2 separate regions of the Gossypium hirsutum genome follow, and region 2 is linked to region 1. The links are chromatin contacts, called in public Hi-C maps. All regions are on one chromosome and are shown on one strand. The core of a region is the stretch at or near the end of the contact, and the rest is flanking DNA. Distances in the headings are between cores, read along the strand shown. Region 1 has its middle 26 kb from the start of LOC121214645. Region 2 holds the start of LOC107910322 (kinesin-like protein KIN-7N).

Region 1 (3,572 bases), core at 864-3,363:
TAAGCTTTAAAAAAATGAAATTTGATTAGGATTTTTTAAAACAAGATCAAATTGGGATTTGAAAAATAAACTAATTGGGCTTTTGGATTTAACTTTTTTTTTTCAAAGTTAAGCCTAATAAAGTATTTACAAACCCAAAAGCAATATTATTTTTCTTTCTTCTCTTTTCTTTTTATTATTAATTTTATCAAAATAAAATTTAATTTTGAACAAAATTTTGATTTATTATTATTTTTCAATAACAGACCATCCAAATATCCACCCACCTCATGTTGAAAATCTCAAATTAATTATTATTATTTAAGTAAAATTAATTTTTAATTTAATTGTGAATCCTAACTCACATTAACTTAAATTTCGAAATTAAAAAAAAAATAAAGGTGCCCCTTAATTTTAAAATTAAATGGACAACAGTTTAACTTTAAAATTAAAATAATCATATCAAGAAAATCTAGTCCAAATAGCCAATTCGAAGCCTGAATCTAAATTATGATCCCAGAACAGAATTCAATGTCTACAATATATTCTTTAATTTCTCAAGCTCCCATACATATCAATCAATCTCCTTTAATTTTCCAAGTTCCAACCCAGTTTAAAATTATCAATTTCTATCTTTCTCTTCCTCTCTCCTTTATATATATATTTTTCTAATTTTCCCACTTCTTTCTTTACTTTTTGTTGATCTGTTCTATCATATCCCTGTTTACTCTTTTCTTTTTATCTCCATTTTTTTAATTTTTAATTTCTTTTCTTCATTTCTCTTCCCCTCTCCCTTATTTTTGGGTCACTCTCGTTATCCAATCAATCTTCCATTGAGAGTTTGCGTCAAGAAGAAAAAAATGATGGTCTCTTGGGTTGAAAAGGGAAAGGATAACGATAATCTAAGAAAATAGGAGAAAGAGAAATGAAGAATCACAACTTATTTTGGGTTAGGTGTTAAATTTTTTTCTTTGGGTTGGTTGGTTGGTCGAAAAAAATTGGAGCAAAAATCATATAAACCCGCTTACCGTTGTATACGTTTCGGGGTTGGCAATTCAATAGCGGTTCTCCGAATCAGTGTACTGGCTAGTTCCTGAGTTGACCAGTGGGTCTGCATTTAGACCTCATTTTCGTCATTGGTTAGTTTAGATTAACTCAAAATTTTAATTTCTTATGATTGTTGTTAGCTTTGTCCTTAAGTTGTCTACTGCAAACAGCATTTTGGTACTAGTTAGAAAAGAACAAAAATTTACATTTGTCATAATACATAACATTGTTATCTTGTTCAACATCTGCAAATTGTGGTCAGGTTTTATGTGGATTATGCAGTTATGTTATGTAGAATTTGTCCATTGTTGAATGAATGTAGAGGTGAGTGGTGAAGTGTGATTAAAAGAAATTTGAAGCCTTTTCAGTTGAATAGATATTGATTTGTTGCATTTCATCTAATGGGAACATTCAACAATCCCACTCAGGGAGATTCCTCGAAGATGGTAGGTTTCCTTTTAAATTGCTAGAAGCTCCTTTTTTTCATGATTCATGATGGCAGAATGTTAATTTTGCTTTGGTTAATCTCTCTATATATGTATACTTTTGCAAACACCATGTTTTAATTATATTTTATTAGTATATCACAATTGCTTTTTCATTTAATTTACAATTAACGGTGGATAATGGATACTGAGGTGACAATGTTGTAAAATTTCATATACCATTCAAGGAAAACTTGACAATTATTTTGTCATCGTTACAAAATTTGTATTAGTAGAACCATAGAAAAGGTCACATAGTAATCTTATCTCCTTTTAAATGACTATCATAGTTTATAATTTCATGGCGCAAGTATAAATTAGGTATTCATCTTTGGAAAGTAAAATTTGATGAATAAATGAATTTATATGATCGGTATTTGTATCTTTAGAATCCATAAACCCTATATTGAAATTGAAGGAATTGAGCTTAGAAAGTGGTTTCCATGGAGATTTTGACAAAACCTCAAGGTGGAAGGTGACAATTTTTTTGAGAAAATGGAGAAAAAGACAAAGAAAATAAAAAAGAAGGTGGTCAACCATGGGAGGTTGCTGCCTGTTAGAGAAGAAGGAAAATGAAGTTGATGGGGGGTTCTTTCCCCATTTAAGATTAACAAATGGGCCCAAGGTTTAAGCCCAATCTTTCGATGTCAATTTTCTTCAATACTAGGTTTCAACGATTCAAAATACTTTTGAATATCAAATATCATAATTAAATATCATAAAAGTCTCAAGAATTAATTAAATTACCGTTGCCCATCTTTGCCCTTTTAACAGTTTCTGCAGTGGAAAATTTACAATTTAATCCTTCTACTTTCAAATTTTCCCTATTTAGTCTCAAAATTGATTTCCATCATACCATTGCATATAACTTATTCTTAAATAATCAATAACAACTCACATTTTTAACATTTTGGTCAAATTGCACTTTAGTGCTCAAACTTTCCAAAATTTGTGATTCGGTCATTTTGTCATACTTTCACTTTTATATTTCTTTTCATGTAATTCCTTCTCCAATATCATATTCCTTCAATAAAATTTCTTATTTGATTCATTCCTTAAATTCTTCTCATAATTAGGGGTGAACGTTTGATTGAATCGAGCGAAAAAATTTTAAGTTAATTGAGTTGAAGAGTCCTATTTTATCATCCTAACTCCACTTGAAAATTTTTGAATCGGGTGAAATGAAGTTCGAGTCGAATCGGATAGAGTAAAATTGTTCGAGTTAAACATGCCAAATTAAAATCTTATTACACAAAATAACTAATTTCATGTTAGAGCACATAAATTTGAAGTCATATATATTTGAAAACTCTTTCAAAGCAAAATAAGAAAAAAAAGAAGATATTTTAGTATGATAAACTTAAAATTTTAATTTATTTACTTAGGTCCCAAAATTATTGTTTTAGAAAAATTAACTTTTTATATATTCTTTAGAATTTTTTATTTTTATATCTTTTTTTAAATATAAATTTTGGAAATTTTATAAATATTTTAAATTTTAAAATTATTTTGAATTATTTTGTAGTTATTGTTGAGAGAGACCAATTTGCTCATTTTCAAAATTGATTGGGACCAAAATGGTATTTATACCAATATGTTATTTGAGTTATTTGAATTATTCGAGTTATTTAAATTGTAAAATTCAACTAAACTCAAATTACTTATTCGAGTTGATTTGAAAAAAATGGATAACTCGATTCGATTAACTCAAAAATAAAAAAAAATTAATTTTTTCAAACCGAATTGAGTTTTACTCACCCCTGATAATAATTTTTTTAATATTCGAACTCGAAATTATGTCACGTGTAATATCGTAATTTACGGGACAGTATAACCCTCCCGTCCTTATGAAAATTTTGTCCTACAAATTACTGAATGTCTCTCATGAAGAATTTTGTATATCTTATTCCCTTTATTACACTTATCGGTATATAGGTTTCCATATTAGATCAATATCAATATACAAACTATCTGGTAAAAATATGGTGTCCAGCAAGAAAATGCTTGAATATGAGATAAAACTTGAGAAAAAAAACACCTAAGATCCCAACACAGAACATG
Region 2 (3,198 bases), core at 231-2,730, 210 kb after region 1:
ATATACTTTCCTTCCTTCAAACGTACTCCACCAGTTCCAGTCTTAGCAATCCGCTCAGAACCAGCCAAATCAACCAAATTCTGCTTTCAATTAAAGGAATTAAAATAACATTCATAAAACTAATGGGACAAGGTATAAACTAGATAAAAGGGGGGAAAGTCTATAGTAATATAAGGTACATACCAAAACTGAGACGCGTATGGCATCACTGATTGAATAATCACCAAAAGAGCCCGTATCCTTTCCCTTGCTTTCTATCACCTAGTAATGTAAAATAAATACAACGAATATTAAAAGTAAAATAGTAATATTCATGTTCAACAATATGTTAAAAGACCATACCACTCTGAATATTGTATGAGACCTACTACTTCGTGCATTCATATTTGTCTCACCAAAATGCCTATTAACTGTAAGGAAAATGATTTAAACAAATTATTAAAAATAAACAACTACCCAGTTAAACCAATGGCAAAAATAAGAAGTTTAAAGGACCTTCTCCAGACTCCAGGAGCTTCATCACTTGTTCAGCATTGTTCACAATTTCCTCCCTAAGACCCGCAACGAAAATCCCACGCTAAAACAAACAAGAAAAAATCAGTTAGTTTTGAGCATTATGGTACACATTTGATACTGCATCAAAGTTTAATCAATGGCTGACCTCTAAATTCTCATGAATCTGCAATTTCTGATTCTCTACAGCAAAAAGGTCGTTAATTTCTTCATTGTAAATTTCCATGTAGGAAACTCGGATGAGAAACTCTCGATCAGAAATCTGGGAATTCAATTCAACAACAAGAAAATCAAAGCCAAAGCTTCTAAAATATATCGTTAACTGCTTCGGGAAAGAACCAAATTTCGTTAAATTACCATATTTATTTTCTGAAATATATCGTTAACTGCTCGATGAATAATTCCGGGATCGTTAGATGAACCGTTCATAGTGAAGGTCTTGCCGCTGCTTGTTTGCCCGTATGCAAAAGCCGTTCCTAAAACATAAATAAAATTGTAAATCATATACAAATTAATCAATTTTTATACCAGATCATCAAAATTAGGGCTAAAAAAGGGGATAAAATGTAAACCGTTAAAGCCGTCGACAGCAGCATGAATAATATCCTTAGTAAGAAGCTCGTAAATATCTGAATTCGAGCAATTCTCATCGAAGACATGATCTAGAAACAAAAAAAAAAAACACTTCAAGGAATGAGAATTGGAATTGGGAAGGTAAAAAGGATTTGGGAAATGAAAATTTACCGAAAGTGTAAGAAACGCCGGAAATTGGGCTGCCGTGGAGCTTGTGAAGAGAGATTTGATTATCATCGACTCCCCAGAAATTTGAAGAAGAATTTTCATGGCAAATTGGAGGTCTTACTCTCACTGCTACGCAGATCTTCTCCATTTTCTTTTTAAACGTTGAGTTGCAGAGCGAGAGCTAAGGCGGGATCTTTATGCATTGTGAAAACGGGGGAATTTGTATTTGAATGTTTTGGATTGACGGAAATGCCCTTAAAATGGAGGATTGGATGGGTACTCGGACCCTAAAGAACATGTCTACTGGCCCAGTTTCTTTGGGCAAGAGAATAGCCCACATGCCTCAGTTGGATGATTGTATCAACCTTACGAGAAGCCCATGTAATTTCCAAGGGCCAGCTTAGATACTTTCCACTTTTGTAGTTCTTAATGGTATAGAATACAACATAATTGTGGAAGAAAGTTCGATCAAAATTAAATATTTAAAATGGATAATGATAAAATTTCTCGATATTTCTACTTTCAAAAACAAAGTTAATTCTAACTAGAGTGACACGTGGATAAATTTTATATTGCCACATGGCTTGGCATTTTTTTTTGGTTAGAAAAATGGTTAATCAATCAAGTCTAAGGACTTGAAAAAAAATTATATCAAAGAATCTATGAAAAATGCCAAAATTAGCATATCTATTTTTAACAAAAAAAAAAGATGAAAAATATTTTATTAAAGCAATTAAATTAAATTAAAAGTAATAACAATTTTTATTTTCTTTCACGATAATCCCTAGCCTCTGCCTTTACGTCATTGTTTAGCCACCGTCCGTCCTTCATTCAAGTCGAAAAAGGGACCGAAAGATTTACCGCTTCCTTTGCTTTCTCTCTTCATCACAAAAACTAGTATCGGCGAGCCTGTGGCCATCATCCCATAACCCTTATCAAAGAACTAGTGTAGCCGATTTTTTTTTATTTTAACTGAAAATTGCTCTACCCTATTTAAACCTTCTTTTCCCCAAAAACAGCTTTGAATCCCCCAAATCTACGGTTGAAACCTTAAAATTGAAAGAAGTTCCTATCTCTACCGTCCACCATAAAATCTCCTCTATTCAGAATATGTGCTTTTCCATGACCCTAGCTCCGTCACAGTTAAGATTTGAGAGATAGCATTGGAATCGACCCTAAGAAATATAATAGATACACATTAAAAGATTTATTAAAGTATAGAGGTAATCAAAGAACCTTTTTTTCATTAATATTTGACAACTTCTTATTATATTTTGATAGGTCTACTTCGGTTATAACAAACGTTAACTAAACATGTTAATGCCAAACTTCTGTTATTAATGAATTCATTCCAGATTGGAGAAGAGACATAGGAAAACGAACAGGGCTTTGAATCCTTAAGTATCATTTTTCTTGCCAATGAAGCCTTCGGCTTACATTATTTAATTGATTTTTTAGGGTAAACTATATAGATTGTTACTCAATTATTAGTTTATTTTTGTTTTGGTCATTCAAATTTTACTTTTATTTTAGTCACTAACATTATCGAAATTTAATATTTTAGTCACTCCTCCATTAAATCACTAACATAATATTGACATAGTATGTTTATAGACATAATAACAAATTTAGCCCTATAATGTTTATAAGTTCTATCAATTTGATCCTAATTCTAAAAAATTCAACAGATTTATCCTTCAACTCTACACATTCTGCCAATTTAGTCTTAATTCTTAAAAATTTAAAAATAAAAATAAAATATTTAAAAATTCATTTTCAATAAAATGATACAAAATTATAAATAAATACTCATTTTTCTTCTATTCTAACATGTATTTTTTTTATTAAGTAATAATTTAATAAGTAAAATATTTTTTTTCTTGTTTTTAGTTTTATTTTATATATAATAATTTATTTATTATACGTTTGACCTTATTACCCAGT

Evidence for each region. A called contact is a pair of places that touch in the nucleus more often than the background predicts.
Region 2: a Hi-C map of leaf shows a contact between it and region 1, with 2.4 times the contacts expected there. The contact joins the promoter of LOC107910322 here to the enhancer-like site in region 1. A contact is called at or near these places in 3 of 34 Hi-C or Micro-C datasets (hypocotyl and leaf).

Annotation. Positions count from the first base shown.
Region 1 is chrD02:16,719,783-16,723,354 of Gossypium_hirsutum_v2.1, forward strand. No RefSeq gene overlaps it. Among protein-coding and RNA genes, the nearest start is that of LOC121214645, 26 kb to the left of the region's middle. Within about 2 kb of position 2,114, at least 7 of the 9 cell types and tissues checked have an H3K27ac peak or open chromatin away from gene starts, as enhancers often do. A contact at or near this core is called in leaf, where this site is marked.
Region 2 is chrD02:16,928,527-16,931,724 of Gossypium_hirsutum_v2.1, forward strand. It overlaps LOC107910322 (kinesin-like protein KIN-7N), which reads right to left and starts at 1,481. Exons shown (of 17, transcript XM_016838138.2): 1 at 1,258-1,481; 2 at 1,086-1,175; 3 at 871-989; 4 at 662-775; 5 at 496-577; 6 at 343-410; 7 at 184-261; 8 at 1-80. The coding sequence starts at 1,402.